Regions from separate parts of the Mus musculus genome. Here regions 2 and 3 are each linked to region 1. Evidence: chromatin contacts called from public Hi-C and HiCAR-type data. All regions are on one chromosome and are shown on one strand. The core of a region is the stretch at or near the end of the contact, and the rest is flanking DNA. Distances in the headings are between cores, read along the strand shown. Region 1 overlaps Mir100hg (Mir100 Mirlet7a-2 Mir125b-1 cluster host gene). Region 2 overlaps Gm35835 (a long non-coding RNA gene). Region 3 has its middle 66 kb from the start of Gm25401.

Region 1 (4,602 bases), core at 1,433-3,932:
AAATGTGACTTTATTGAAAGGTAGTCTGATGGGTATGTAGAGTTCTCACTTGCTCAACATCCTCCACCCTCAGAACCTTGGTCATATACAGAGTAGTCACTGCAACTTTCTTGATTCCGATTGGTAGCTCTCCGATGTGCTTATGTTCCAGTTACACAGAAATGTGATTATTTATCGTATGCCATGACAGCCACATTGCAATTTTATTGGAAGCAACAGTGGTGCTATAATAGAAAAGTATACTTAGGTAAAGACCTCTAGACACCAGAGAGAACTATGGAGCAACAGAAAGCTCATTGTAGGATGATACATTAAATGATCCTTAAATCCATCAGGCCAGTACTGCTATTTCTGGCATTGTATGCATTGAAAGGCAGAGCACATTAAACCAGGTGCAACTGGAGATTCAATTCTCCTGAGTTTCTTTTTTGTTGTATATTAAAGATTGATGTTAAAGGCCTCCCCTGACTGAAAATGTAGGTCTGTGGTAGAACAGTTGCTTAGCATACAAAATACCACCAACTCCATGCTAACTTTTAAAAGCTGAATATCCTTTTCACAGTCAAGGACATTCCTCCTTTTCCAGAAAGATGGCTCTATGGCCAATAGTCAAAGAGATGAGAAACTCAATTTTTATATAAAGAAAAGACAAAAGCCAAGCATGGTGGCATGTACCCATTGTCCAAGCTACTATAGAAGAAAGATCCTGAGCCCAGGATGTCAAGACCAGCATCAGCAATGTAAAAGGACTCTGTCTCAAAGAAAGAAAAGAAGGGGCCACAGAAGAGAAGAAAATAGTAGGGAGTGGAGAAGAAAGGAAAGAAATTCAAGATGGCCAACAGCACCTTACCAAAGCGCACAGCTAACTAAGAATGTCCGCTTTTGCTCGAATTTCTGATGCTGTTTTGGTTTCCTGTGAGACACAGGCCTTCACAGCTGCCTATTTGGCTCAGCTATGATCAGTGATTTTGTCCTTTAAAAGGTTGTGCTTCAGGGCTCCCAATGGAGGAGCTAGAGAAATTACCCAAGGAGCTAAAGGGATCTGCAACTCTATAGGCGGAAAAACATTATGAACTAACCAGTACCCCGGAGCTCTTGACTCTAGCTGCATATGTATCAAAAGATGGCCTAGTCGGCCATCACTGGAAAGAGAGGCCCATTGGACACGCAAACTTTATATGCCCCAGTACAGGGGAACGCCAGGGCCAAAAAGGGGGAGTGGGTGGGTAGGGGAGAGGGGGTGGGTGGGTATGGGGGACTTTTGGTATAGCATTGGAAATGTAAATGAGCTAAATACCTAATAAAAAATGGAAAAAAAAAAGGTTGTGCTTAGAGCTTTATACCTCTCCAGCACTGGGCCTGTCACATACAAGAGAAGATAGGCAGGGGGAAGATGACATCACCATCAACCACTCCTTTAATCTACTAAGAAAAAAGGAAGCAAAAGGAAGATTCCTGTCTGACCAGGGAAATCTCAGGTCCAGGTGTCTGGAAGGACCCCTCACTAACTACATTACAAGAGAGGACATTAAACTGTGTGGGCAGTGACAGGGCAGTGACCACCATCATCAGCAATGAGGAAAGAGCCCTGAGCTGTGGTCTTTGGTACCATTTGTGTTTTTGAGCTCCCTGGTTTGTTGGACTTAGTAGCAATAAGATTCTTAAGTCAAAGTCTGATGATGCAGTTGTCCACAAGAGTTTTCTTCTATGTCTGTAGTTCCTTCTATCATGTACAGTGAGTCTCACTATGACCCAAAGCACAAGGGATGGCCATGCAAGCACAAAGGGACCCAAGTGAGCACAAGCCTGTCTACGTGTTCTCACACTTAGCCTCTGCTGCTCCCAGCACCCAGGAGTAGAGGGATCTCTCAGAGTGTGTCTGGCAAGAGATGCCTCAAACCCTGTAAAAAGCGGGAGACTCACATATCCAACCAATTCTGTCTTTAAGTTTCCGCTCAGAATTCCCTGGTACTCTGATTACCCACGTCTAAACTTTGGCTTCTCCACCCATAGAGTGGAAGCTGTAAAATTGGTGCATCTCAGAGAATGACTGAGAAAGGTGAAAGGAATAGTACTGAACTATCAACACAGGACCTGGACAGCACTGAAACAGCCAAAGATGGCTCTGCCCCTCTTGTGAATATTACCATGGCCATGTATGGATGGCAGAAAGCAGAGAGAGGAGAGGAGAGGAGAGGAGAGGAGAGGAGGAGAGGAGAGGAGAGGAGAGGAGAGGAGAGGAGAGGAGAGGAGAGGAGAGGAGAGGAGAGGAGAGGAGAGGAGAACAGAGAGACAGACACAGAGACACAGACAGACAGACAGAGAGGGAGGGAGAAGGGTAGACAGACATAGATAGACAGAGTGAGACAGGGTAGGGAGAGAGGGAGGAAGGGAGAGAGGAAAGGAGGCAGAGACAGAGGGGAAGGGGGAGAAGGAGAGAAGGACAGATAGAGGGAGGGAAGAAGGAAGAGAGGGAGGGAGGAGAGAGAGAGAGAGACAGAGAGAGAGAGAGAGAGAGAGAGAGAGAGAGAGAGAGAGAGAGAGAGAGAAATATCAGTCACCCCCACAGCCTGCCTATGATATCCATTTTCAGGAGTACAGAATATGTCTCCAGGTCAGGCTTGCTCTCAGAGTGAAAGCAAGGAACAGCACCAGAAAGGCCTGCCCTCACAAGATGGGCACCATGCCGGGTTACGCCTGGTCCTGAGGAGACATCGCTAAAGCATTTCAACAGGGCTCCTCTGAGCCAGCTCCTGGGGCACACACAAAGACCCATTCAGGGTGACTGCAACTCTGAAAGCCAGCAGATGCTCTGAGGGGCCTGGGAAGGGGTGGAGAAGCCACACAGAGCCTGGCACTAACCCTCTGGGCCCCGCCCTGGGCAAGTGGGCCTGGAGGGCTTGGGTCTGCAGCCACTCCACAATCTTTGTTTCTCCCTCTATTTCTTTTTCTGACCACGGTCCAGGGCAACAAGGACACCAGCTGCCATAGAATAGATTGAATAACGTCCCCCGAGGAGGCTGGAAGCACCACCTCTCTAATGCCAATCCATTTGGCAGGGTATTCAATCGAAACAGGCCATTACTAACTGGCTTGCTATTGCCAAGTGCCTCTTTAAAATTGTGTGTGTGTGTGTGTGTGTGTGTGTGTGTGTGTGTGTGTGTGTGTGTGTGTGTGTGTGTGTGTGTGTTTTCATATGTATATGTATTGGTGCATGTGCACATGAGGATGCAGATGTGCTGTGTACATAGACCAAAGTCATCCTTGGGAATTTAAGCCACTCCCTTTAAGACAGGATTTCTCCTTAGGCTAAGCTGGCCAGTGAACTTTGGAGATCGTCCTGCTTCTGCCTCCCTCGAGTTGAGGTTGTGAGCCTCTACCACCACACCCAACATTTTTACGTGGATCCTGGGAATCGAACTCAGACCCTTAAGCTGGCAAGGAAAGCATTTTACTGGCTGATCCATCACCACCACCATCCTGCCCAGTCTTAAAGGTGCCTCTTTGGGGAGGGAGGATATACCCCTCAGAGGTTCCTAGTCTGAGCAGATACAGGCTAGAACATGGAAGTGAGTTATTCCCCAAGATTTACAGGTGGCTCCCTGTCCTTTAGCCTCTAATTTCCTACCTGCCAAATGACCTGTTGGAACTCAGAGTAGCTACCATGTGCTTCATCTGAGCAGCAGCCTGGTTGTGGGTCCCTCCTTCCTCTCCATGTCATGTTGACTTGCAAGGAGAGTTCCTGGTCTAGGTGTCCAGCTTCAAAGATGCTTCAAGGACCACATTCCTTGGATGCAGACAAACAGGATTACCTGCTTTGCTCTCTCTCTCCTAATACACAGAAGGCTGTTGTGTGAAGGACACAAGCAAACCAAGAAGCAGAAAACAGAGACTCTTGAAGTCATCAAGGTTGGATGACATGATCTATAAGTCAGCATCCCATTCTAGAAAAGAGCTGAAAGGACTTCTCAAATCAAGGCAGTTGTAGGTCAACCAATCACTGCAGTCCTCTGGATGTGTGTATTTATCTGGACATCATGCTCTCTCCCAGCCATTTAAAAAAAGTATATGGAAATTGTCTGCTTGTCCTCTATGTTCCCAGTGGTCAGTTGCTGTACTTAACACCAGCACCTCCCAGTGCTAACACAGAGCAGGAATTTAGTAAGTGCTTACTGAGCAAAATGAATGTGCCCCCTCGCTCGAGGGCTCTTGCTGGCACAGCCACTCACTTCTTCTCTTTCCCAAGAGTATCATGTAACCTTTGCTCTCAGGAAGTTCTGACTTGCGTTTATCTCAAGTCTCTTTTATGCATATATTTCTGAGTTTTATTTTTTCCCTTCTAATTTCAAAAAACAATTGCTGGTCATGTGCCTCACGCTTATCAGAGTAACTGCAGAAGTCAGCCATTCTACAAAGTCAGCTTTATTTAAGGAATTAAATTGGAAATGAGCATTTGAGATCTCGGGGCCACCTTTCCCTTTTGATAGACAAATAGCAAAGAATTTTTTAGATGAAGTTTGAGACAGACACAGAGGTACACCTGTAATCCCAACACTCTACAGGCTAAGGTGGGAGAACCATAAGTTGGAGGTTAGCCTATGC
Region 2 (4,602 bases), core at 1,379-3,878, 230 kb before region 1:
GAGAGTCTGTCGTTGAAGCCTAGATCTCATTGGAATGACGTAATGCATTCACACATACAGAGGAAGAGAAATGAATGCTTACTGCGGCTACCCTGCTCAGCCCCCAAGTAGCCAGGGGGGGAAAAATCACATGGGCAGTGACAGAGAGAGGACCCAAGGAACTGTTTGTTTTCCCCTAGGTCTAAAGCCAAAACAAAGAGATGGATTGGTCACAAATTGGGCTGCACCTGCATCTTTACTAGCATCTTCAACAACCAACCCTGACTCTGATGAGAGCCAAGCTCCTAGGTATACTAGAAGTAGAATATGAGAGTTAATTGGTTGAGAAGGTTGCAAACAACTTGAGAGAGAGGCAGGGAGGAAGGGAGAGGGAGGGAGGGAGGGAGGGAGGGAGAGAGAGAGAGAGAGAGAGAGAGAGAGAGAGAGAGAGAGAGAGAGAGCAAAGAATGCAATAATCAGGGGAGAAAAAGACAAAAAAGAAGATCTAGCAAAAATCAAATACAAATTAAAAGTCTCCCTGGAGCGTTGTTGCAACGACACCAGGCTGGATGGTCAACAAATAACCAGTGAACTCAGCAAGAAAGTTTGAATTATCCTAAATTGGGGTGGGCTGCACAGCTGCCTGGAATTTCAGTATACATTTGTTTAGGCAGCTCCCAGATTACTTCTTTCTTCTCACCCCCTGTCTGTGAGCTTCCTTTTGATGGGGGCAATGACAAGAAGCTCTAGGTGGCATCAGTTGGAGAGGCCTGGAGACCTGCCAGGGCCACATCATATATCACTCAAGAAAGCCCTGGAGTATATGCTGACTCAGGGCTAAAGTTTTACCGAGGAGAACAGACATGCAAGCATCAAGCCATGGGGGGGTGGGGCACCAACAAAAAGAGGGTTTCCTGAAGGATGAGGACAGGCAGACACAATCTACCCTCGGAACAATAAGCCAGGATTACACCTGCACGCTTCTAGGCCATTGTATACAGTCTGACTCTGAGTATCACCTCTCATATGGAAAGGGAACTTGGTCTGGTTGTCTATCGTAAAGAGTGTTGTTAGGCTCATCTGCAATGGCACACCAAAGCTATGATCATGATTGTTGATCAGGTAAGACACCTCTGACATTCACCCAGAACAATATTATCTGTCCCTGACCTCCGAGACTGATCTCCTCAGTTGTGAGAGTATGTGATTGATTTATTATTTCCACTGTTACATGAGAAATAATGCTCCCCCTTTTAATTTGCTCAGATTGCGGTCATTGGAGGGACTAGTGAGCCGGTGGCAATGACATCTTCACAGTGAAATCCCTATTGATAGTTCTCCATCGATCTCTCTTTCCACATCCATCACAGTTGCTTTAAAGTTCCTGAAAATTGACCAATACTCCCTACCTGACAGTTCCCCTTACCCATAATTCATTTCTTTCAGTGTCCGTGTCTTGAAGCAGTCAGTGAAGGCTTATCGCTATAGCTATCTACCTTTGTCTGTACACATATATGCACACAGTACCTGCCTCCATGGCATACCAAACCTTCTGGAAATAATGCACAATTAATTCTCTTGGCTGCACTTCAAACAAGCTCAAAAGGGATATTTTCCCTGTTTTCTGGATGAAAGGCAGAGGCCCATTCGTTCATGGGAAGAGCACTACAAGGATTTACACTGACTTTTCTGGCAGCCCAGGCCTTGCACACGTTATACAGCAGTCTTCTTTACTCCCCTGTGGAAGAATTAAACACATCTCCTTCTACTTTCTACATTGGACTGTGGAAAGTGGCAGATCTGTGCTAAATGACCCTGTGGATTGAGGGGGACTAGAGTCTTAATCTTTTGCCGATCTCTGGCTTACACTTTCTGAAGCTGGCTTGTTTGACTAGTAAATCAACTCTGTGTCGATCCAGTTCCCTGCATTTAGGCCATGATTACTCCCCAGCCACAAGAGAAGGAACCTGGTGCTCGGCAAGTCTATCATCTACCTCTCAGGCATGGTGCTAGACCGTAAGAATAAATTCAAAGAGCTCAGGGAAAGAGAGTGTGCCTGCAACCTGCTCTCAGCCCAATAGTCGAAGGTAGATGATTAGATGTCATTAGAAGAGCCTCTCTAAGCCCCGGGACATAATTAACAGAATGGTGACCACCTGCTGTCAGGTGCCAGCATTGGGGGTAATTAGTAAGCCCAGTACCTAAGGATCACAAGGTCTAAGAAAGGAAAGAAGCAGAGAGAAAGACAGAGAGAGAGAGAGAGAGAGAGAGAGAGAGAGAGAGAGAGAGAGAGAGAGAGAGAGAGAGAGAGAGAACACATTCAAAAAGGCAGAGTGAAATCCCAGAAGAATCTGAGAGTTTAGAACAGCAATCTGGAAGAAATCAATCGGGTCCTTTAGGAGCTGCTGATGTCACAGCAGCTAAGCCAGCGAAGTGTCACTGAACCTGAGCACCTAGGGATGTTGGCTGACCTACTCACAGCCCAAAGCCACTGTCACTGTGCAGCAGGGTCTGTCGTTTAGCATCTTACAAATAAAGGAAAGGAAAGCAATCGATATGCAACATGACGAAAGCCTGGGAGAGCCAAACCCGGTTGGCAGGTCACAGGCCCGAGAGAGGCGAGAGAGACAAAAAGGGCCTGGAGATGTCAGCCTCAGATTTCTCAAGCCACACAAAGGCTGTTGGCTTTCAATACACACTGCTTGCCTCTGTTCATGGGAGAAAGGGGAACAAGGTGGTCAGTGTTAAAGGAAAGAGGGGGACAAGCGCCTGACGACAGTCTTGGAGCTGAATTTAAAAACATCAAATTAGAGGCATGTGCGCTGAAATGAGGCTCCGCTGCCTGGGAACGCACCTCCCTAAACAAATGCAGCAATTACGACGGCTGGTGCTTTGGCTCCCGGGTAGCACATTGAACACTGATGGGGGCCAGCGAGCCCACTCATTTCCCAAATCGCCCCTTTCACAACATCTCCACGGGAAAGTTAGGCCTGTCAGCTCGCTGCTTTGATGGCCACTAATACGACATCGCTCCAGGAGGACAAAGCTTAGTGTATGTTTCGACACTGTTCACTTAGCATGTTCCGCAGCCAGCAAGAGTTCCTAGCAGAAATCTCTCTGTCTTTTATCTTTAACATTTTAAAGGCTCAAATCAACTTACTAATATTACGAACCTAGACTTCATAATAGTATGTACACACACACACACACACACACACACACACACACAGATGCTCCTAAGAATTGTACCAAATGGTGGCCCTGCATCCATACATAGCAGTCTAGATTTTCTCTGAAATTCAGAACCAACTGACCCAAGCACTCACTCACAGGGCCCTGGAGTTGATACTGTAGCTACCAGGCTACATTCTTGACTTCCTCCCTAACATGGAGTTCCCATAAACTCTGTTGTTGTTGTTGTCTTGTTTCTGGATCTCTGGGTTTCTTTTAACATCCAGCTCCTAGGACCCCTGAGTTGGCCTTACTCCTACCCTGCTCTCACTCCATGTCTCCTGCCTTGTCTTATCTTCCTAGTCAAGGCTTCCAACTGCTTTTTGTAAGCAGTCATTGTTCAGGGTCTTGGTGTGACCTGAATATATTAGGAAGGTGGCAGGAGATCAGGGAAGGAGAAAAGAAAGAAAAACAGCAGAGCAGAAAATGCTCTGTGTGCAAGGTCTTTCCCAACAGAAAGCAGTTTCCTCAGGAGTTAACAGTGATGGAGTTTGTTGGGTGGGTTTTAATGTGTTCTGTCCTGAGCTTCTTGTTTCAAAAGACTTCACAACCAACATAAGTGAGGCTACTGTAATACAGTGCTAGCAAAAAATGGAGGCTATTACATAAATATGAAAGAGTAGGGGTTCCTAATAATTACCCTAATATTTGTTCCTTTCAGTAACAGACTTTGCCCTGAATAGAGTTGGGTGGTAGCCCCAGCCTCATTACTAACAAAGTTCCCAGCCTCATCTATCACAAAAAATACTTTCATACTCAAATCAAAGAAACATGTAACTGCCAAGTCATCAGAGATACAGGGACAAGGACTGTGGGTTAAAGGTCAGAGGGCTAGGAGCTGTGAAGAAAAAAAATAATCACAACATACCCAAGAGAAGTAAACTGATTCAAAAGTATGTAAGAACAAGTAAGTTTCTGCTACCTTCCAGTGGGCCCAATGTGAGCAGACACCTTGTGCTTCCAATATCATGCATCCCCTACACTAGATTCTCTACACTGTAACCTTAAATAAACTGTCATTCCCTCAAAAGAAAGTGTGAGCTGGGGTTTAAAAGTGGGGCTCAGTCTCTTGTGAGGCTATGCCAGGGCCTAGCAAACACAGAAGTGGATGCTCACAGTCAGCTATTGGATGGATCACAGGGCCCCCAGTGGAGGAGCTAGAGAAAGTACCCAGGAGCTAAAGGTATCTGCAACCCTATAGGTGGAACAACAATATGAACTAACCAGTACCCCCGGAGCTCTTGTCTCTAGCTGCATATGTATCAGAAGATGGCCTAGTCGGCCATCAGTGGAAAGAGAGGCCCATTAGTCGTGCAAACTTTATATGCCTCAGTACAGGTGAATGCCAGGGCCAAGAAGTGGGAGTGGGTGGGTAGTTGAGTGGGGGGCTAT
Region 3 (4,602 bases), core at 845-3,344, 190 kb after region 1:
ATAGAAAATATGAAAACATGGCTCTTTATAAGAACAAATGCTGGTAAATCATGATGCAGGCAGTCATTTCTGCAGTAATGTTCGTTTTGTTTGAGGGGGCTGGAAAATGGGGAAGAGAAGTAGGTGGGACTCATGTCTATTTAAAAACCAGAAAAGTACCTAGTGTGACCAATACTTGGGAGGTAGAGGCAGAGGCAGGGGGATCAGAATTTTAAAGCAAGTACACACATGCACCCATGCACACGCACACACACAATTAATAAACAAAAACAAAATAGAGAAAGGAAGAAAAAAATCATCAACCTCATAATGCCACCTTTGATCCACCCTAGACATAAAAAAGTCAACCACCTACTTTATCAGTTCAAAGTCGATTAAAAGTTATAATAATTAACACCACCTTCCATAATGTCCCACAATGCACCTCGTGCAGCCAGCTCCCTGACACCCATCTCTTCAGAGGCTTTTTTTGGGGGGGGGGAACTAAGGGGAGGCATGTTGGTTGGTGGATGGAACAGAGATGTAAGCATTAAAAATTACTGAATATGGGTGGCAGTGGGGCACACCTTTAATCCCAGCACTCTGGAGGCAGAGGCAGGAAGATCTCAAAATTCCAGACCAACTACAGAGTGAGTTCCAGGACTGGGCTCCACAGAGAAATCCTTGGGGCTGGAGTGGGAGGGGCGATACTGAATGGAAGTCACGTGGGTAGCAGTGCTCCTTCTACAAAACCACAGCATCATTCCTTTGTTTGTCTTTAAAAGTCGGTTTGTTTGTGTTTCACATATTCATTACAAACTCCTTTAGGGCAAACCTGAATGTATTTTTTGATTGCACTTTTTCACTGGTGGCGACTAACACTGAAACACAAAGGTATCTGTGATAAATGAATGATTGATTGAGCAGATGAATGAATGAATGAATGAATGAATGAATGAATGAATGAATGAATGAATGAATGACGAAAGCCAGGAGATGTGAATTCTCTTACATTGGGAAGAAACCTGTGCAGCACTTCCCAGAGTACCTGTCTCTCAGCCAAGAGCATCTCTCTCCTGTGGACAAGGAACTTGAGGAATCAGCCCTGCCAACTTTCCAGCAGGTGCTTCCATGATCTGAAAGGACCAGAGTACTCCATGCCTGGTGTGAGGACTTCACAAGCATTTGCACACACAAGCAGCTCACTAAGTTCGGCTCAGGTGGCTAAAATCCAATTTTTACTCCAGGGACAACTCGCCTACTTAAGTTGACTGAAAGCACCCGGCAAACCACCTACCGAAACCCTCCCCTTTGTCCCTGTCGGTGTGCAGATGATTCGCCAAAGTGTACACACCCCAAATTTATACAGTGTGCCTCAAGATGTCCTTTGTAAGAGGGAGTCGCTGGGAAAACAGCACTTTACAAAAGAGAGCATCAGTCTAGGGGAGGTCCAGCGATGCGGCTGTAGCAGCTCCTGCCACCTCGCAGAGTTCCTAGATAATAGTTCTTTTTTGTCTCCTTCCCTTCTTAAGTCGGTGCAGGGTGGGGTCGGTGGAGGCGAGGGGGATCCAGTCGTTAAAATCTATCTGAGACGCCTACTTGGAGTTCTCTGGGATTTGTGAAAATTTGAGCCTTTCCTAAACAACAAAGAAATCAAGATTCTGGGAAAAGCCCACGCCCCTCTAAGGCTGCTGGTGTGAAATAGAATCGCACCGGGCAATGTTAGCTAGCCATATTACTCTGCGAAGGTGCTCGCAGCTGCAAAGCCTTACAGAAGGAAAGCTGCAGGGCTGGGACCCCACGTCCAGGGGGAGAGCTGGGGCCTCGATGCAGGGGGATGCCCAGACATCGGCCCCGCCCCCATCCCTCCCTCCCTCCCTCCCAGTGGTCATGGCTGAGCAGCCTCGGGTCCGGGTTAAACAAAGAGACTGGTGTGCCTTAGCGGGGTAAAAATCTTTCTTCTCCCTTCGTGCAATAGGTGATATGTAGTAAATTAATAACAGAAAATACCGTAGCCAAAAAATATGGCAGTATTAGAGATCTGGCCCCTTCCTGCTCTTCCATGTCCCTCCCTGACTGCCTTGCAGCTCAGCAACCAGGACCAGACAGCCACCCCCCCCCTCCCTCCTTAGCCATCATTCCCCGCCCCCTTCAAAACTCTTTTATTATCAGTTGAGTCACGTCTCCTGCCAAGCAAAAGGTCATTTCAGGTCATCTTGGAGACGAAAGGACGGGATAATACATTTGAAGGTGCTGGAATTGGCAAGTCCGCGTGTATATATGTATATGTATATATATATATATATATGAGTAAGGGAGAGGGAGAGAGAGAGAGAGAGAGAGAGAGAGAGAGAGAGAGAGAGAGAGAGAGAGAGAGAGAGAGAGAGAGAGAGGTGCCAGCATGCTCAACTCTGCCAGGAAGAGAAGAAATATTTCAAGGCATGACAGGGGCAGCTAGCTGCCCAATCTGTAGCTAATTCCTTATAAAAATAAGAATGTGGTTTATAATTGTGTGCTGCCTGAAGGGTCATTAAAGTTTCTAATTGTTCTCATCCAGTATCTCTTTTCTGGCCATTCATCAGAGAAAGGGTTGCAAAAGTGTTTGTTGTGGAAAGGAAGTGGGGGTGGGGGCCCGTTGTGGGGAGAGGGCAGACTGGGACCTGGAGTAGACTGACTGCGTGGCACTTTCAGGATTTTAGAACCACAAGAGGAAAGCGGACAGCGTGTTTAAGAGTCTCCACAGCACGCACCGGTTGCTTTGTTTTGAGATGAGGAAAGCAAAATTTGCAAATAGTATTTTTCTATGCTGTTTACAAGGACTTTCTCCTCCTCCCCCTTCCTCCTCCTCCCCCTTTCTCTTCCTCCTCCTCCTAAAGAAGATGTCTTCTAACTTTTCTGAGTTGTTAATTCAGTATTATTTCAATAAAGACAATTAGCAGCCTCTGAATTCTCACCAAATACATTTTTTTCCTTCCTTTCCATTCCCACTGCAGTATTTGAATGCCCTGGATTGGCTTCACAGTTTTTTCTAAGAAACAAGAACTACTCTTCTTACTCTTCTTCCTTCCTCCTCTTCCTCTTCCTCTTCCTCTTCCTCTTCCTCTTCCTCTTCCTCCTCCTCCTCCTCCTCCTCCTCCTCCTCCTCCTCCTTCTTCTTCTTCTTCTTCTTCTTCTTCTTCTTCTTCTTCTTCTTCTTCTTCTTCTTCTTCTTCTTCTGTTTTTATTTTAAATAAGACACATGCCAACAGCAATGTGTCCAGGGAGCTAGAGGTTTGGGTAATAAATTATTTGCTCCCACATTCCAAAGTATCTTACATGGAAAGTCCCCATCCACCCTACCTCCCACCAATGGCCTCTATTCCTCCCTGTCTTACTAGCTGTCCTGGTTTGCTTTCTGTTGCTGTAATAAAATACTGACCAAATGCAACTTGGGGAGAAAGGTGGTTCACTTTATCATAAACTATACAATCCATCATGAGGGAACCAGAAGCAGAACCCATAATGAATGCTGCTTAAACTGGCTTGCTTCCAAGATCACCTCCAGCTCCCTATCTTATACCCAGGACCACCTGCCCAAGGGTAGCATGGCCCACAGAGAACTAGCCCCGCCACCACTACCTTCCATCAATTAACAATCAAAAATATATATATTCCCACAGACACATAACCAGCCAATTTGGTGGAGGCAATTCCTCAAGTGAGGTTTCCTCTTCTTGGGTGTCTCAAGTTTGTGACCAAACACACTAGCCAAGTTCCATCTACCATTCCCTATTCAAACCATACCCAAAGATGTTACCTGGAGGAGCTTTTTAGAAACCACCAGTTAAAGGTAGGCTGGTGAGTGACTGGGTCTGTCATAGTAAAAACAAAGAGATAGCATGACCTTTTTGCCTGGACTCAGCCCATCCTGAAGCCTCTCCATGGGAAGTATCTTCTAGCATCCGGGCTCCACATATCTCTCAGTCATCTCCCTCTATGCTTACTCTCCCACTGCAGGAAAAGCACATTGGCTGAAGCTGCACCACCTCACCTGTTGTTGGTGTCACGTGTTTCTGAGAAACGAAATCATTTGTGTCTCTGTTGTAGCTGTTGAGCACAGAAACCTCAGTTTTCTAGATGTTTGAAAAGAACAGGTTACGTCTATAGGAAAGTGATTACTGTGTAGAATGGCAGAAATAGTAAACAACCAGCTGTGGATATGGGGACAAGATTCTTGGCTTTAGCTAAAGTTGGCTGGACAATGAGTGTTACCCACAAGTGTTTGAAGATTGGCTGGTACTTATCACACAAAGTCAGCAGCTACATGCACTCACATGTAACTAGAAAGATCTCTCGGGCAACTGTTGATTTCCTACCAGTCAGAAGCTCCATGCAGGAAGGCCCTGCAGCAAATCTGAAGACGAAGCATGGGCCTCATCACTACCACAGCCTTGACAAAGATACTCTCCCGGCACATTGCTATTGATGGCATTCATTTTCCACAAGAGTTAAACAAAAATACATCCTCATGGTCTTATCTACCTAGAGTATAGGAAGAGCCTAAAGGTTGACTGGGAGTTCCACAAGACTTGAAATAAAAGCAAGCATTTTCCAGAACACTCGGGGGAAAGAATAGAAGGAAGA

What was found. Hi-C and Micro-C count contacts between places; a contact is called where the count stands out from the background. HiCAR-type assays count read pairs that join an accessible place to other places.
Region 2: a contact with region 1 is called in a HiCAR-type map of astrocytes, with 2.1 times the contacts expected there. The contact joins two enhancer-like sites. A contact is called at or near these places in 3 of 484 Hi-C or Micro-C datasets (astrocytes and neural progenitor cells) and 2 of 115 datasets of contacts at active chromatin or transcription factors (both in astrocytes).
Region 3: a contact with region 1 is called in a Hi-C map of cerebral cortex, with 1.9 times the contacts expected there. The contact joins two enhancer-like sites. A contact is called at or near these places in 1 of 15 datasets of contacts at CTCF or cohesin (the NIH/3T3 cell line), 4 of 484 Hi-C or Micro-C datasets (the HL-1 cell line, cerebral cortex, embryonic stem cells and 1 more), 4 of 115 datasets of contacts at active chromatin or transcription factors (double positive thymocytes, forebrain, heart atrium and 1 more) and 1 of 9 other capture datasets (embryonic stem cells).

The regions. Positions count from the first base shown.
Region 1 is chr9:41,462,676-41,467,277 of GRCm38.p6, reverse strand. The region is part of intron 3 of Mir100hg (Mir100 Mirlet7a-2 Mir125b-1 cluster host gene); the gene reads right to left. Among named protein-coding and RNA genes, the nearest start is that of Mir100, 66 kb to the left of the region's middle. Within about 2 kb of position 2,682, at least 76 of the 459 cell types and tissues checked have an H3K27ac peak or open chromatin away from gene starts, as enhancers often do. A contact at or near this core is called in astrocytes, cerebral cortex and forebrain, where this site is marked.
Region 2 is chr9:41,696,252-41,700,853 of GRCm38.p6, reverse strand. The region is part of intron 2 of Gm35835 (a long non-coding RNA gene); the gene reads left to right. Among named protein-coding and RNA genes, the nearest start is that of Gm35835, 39 kb to the left of the region's middle. Within about 2 kb of position 2,628, at least 53 of the 459 cell types and tissues checked have an H3K27ac peak or open chromatin away from gene starts, as enhancers often do. A contact at or near this core is called in astrocytes, where this site is marked.
Region 3 is chr9:41,270,788-41,275,389 of GRCm38.p6, reverse strand. No RefSeq gene overlaps it. Among named protein-coding and RNA genes, the nearest start is that of Gm25401, 66 kb to the left of the region's middle. Within about 2 kb of position 2,094, at least 110 of the 459 cell types and tissues checked have an H3K27ac peak or open chromatin away from gene starts, as enhancers often do. A contact at or near this core is called in cerebral cortex and forebrain, where this site is marked.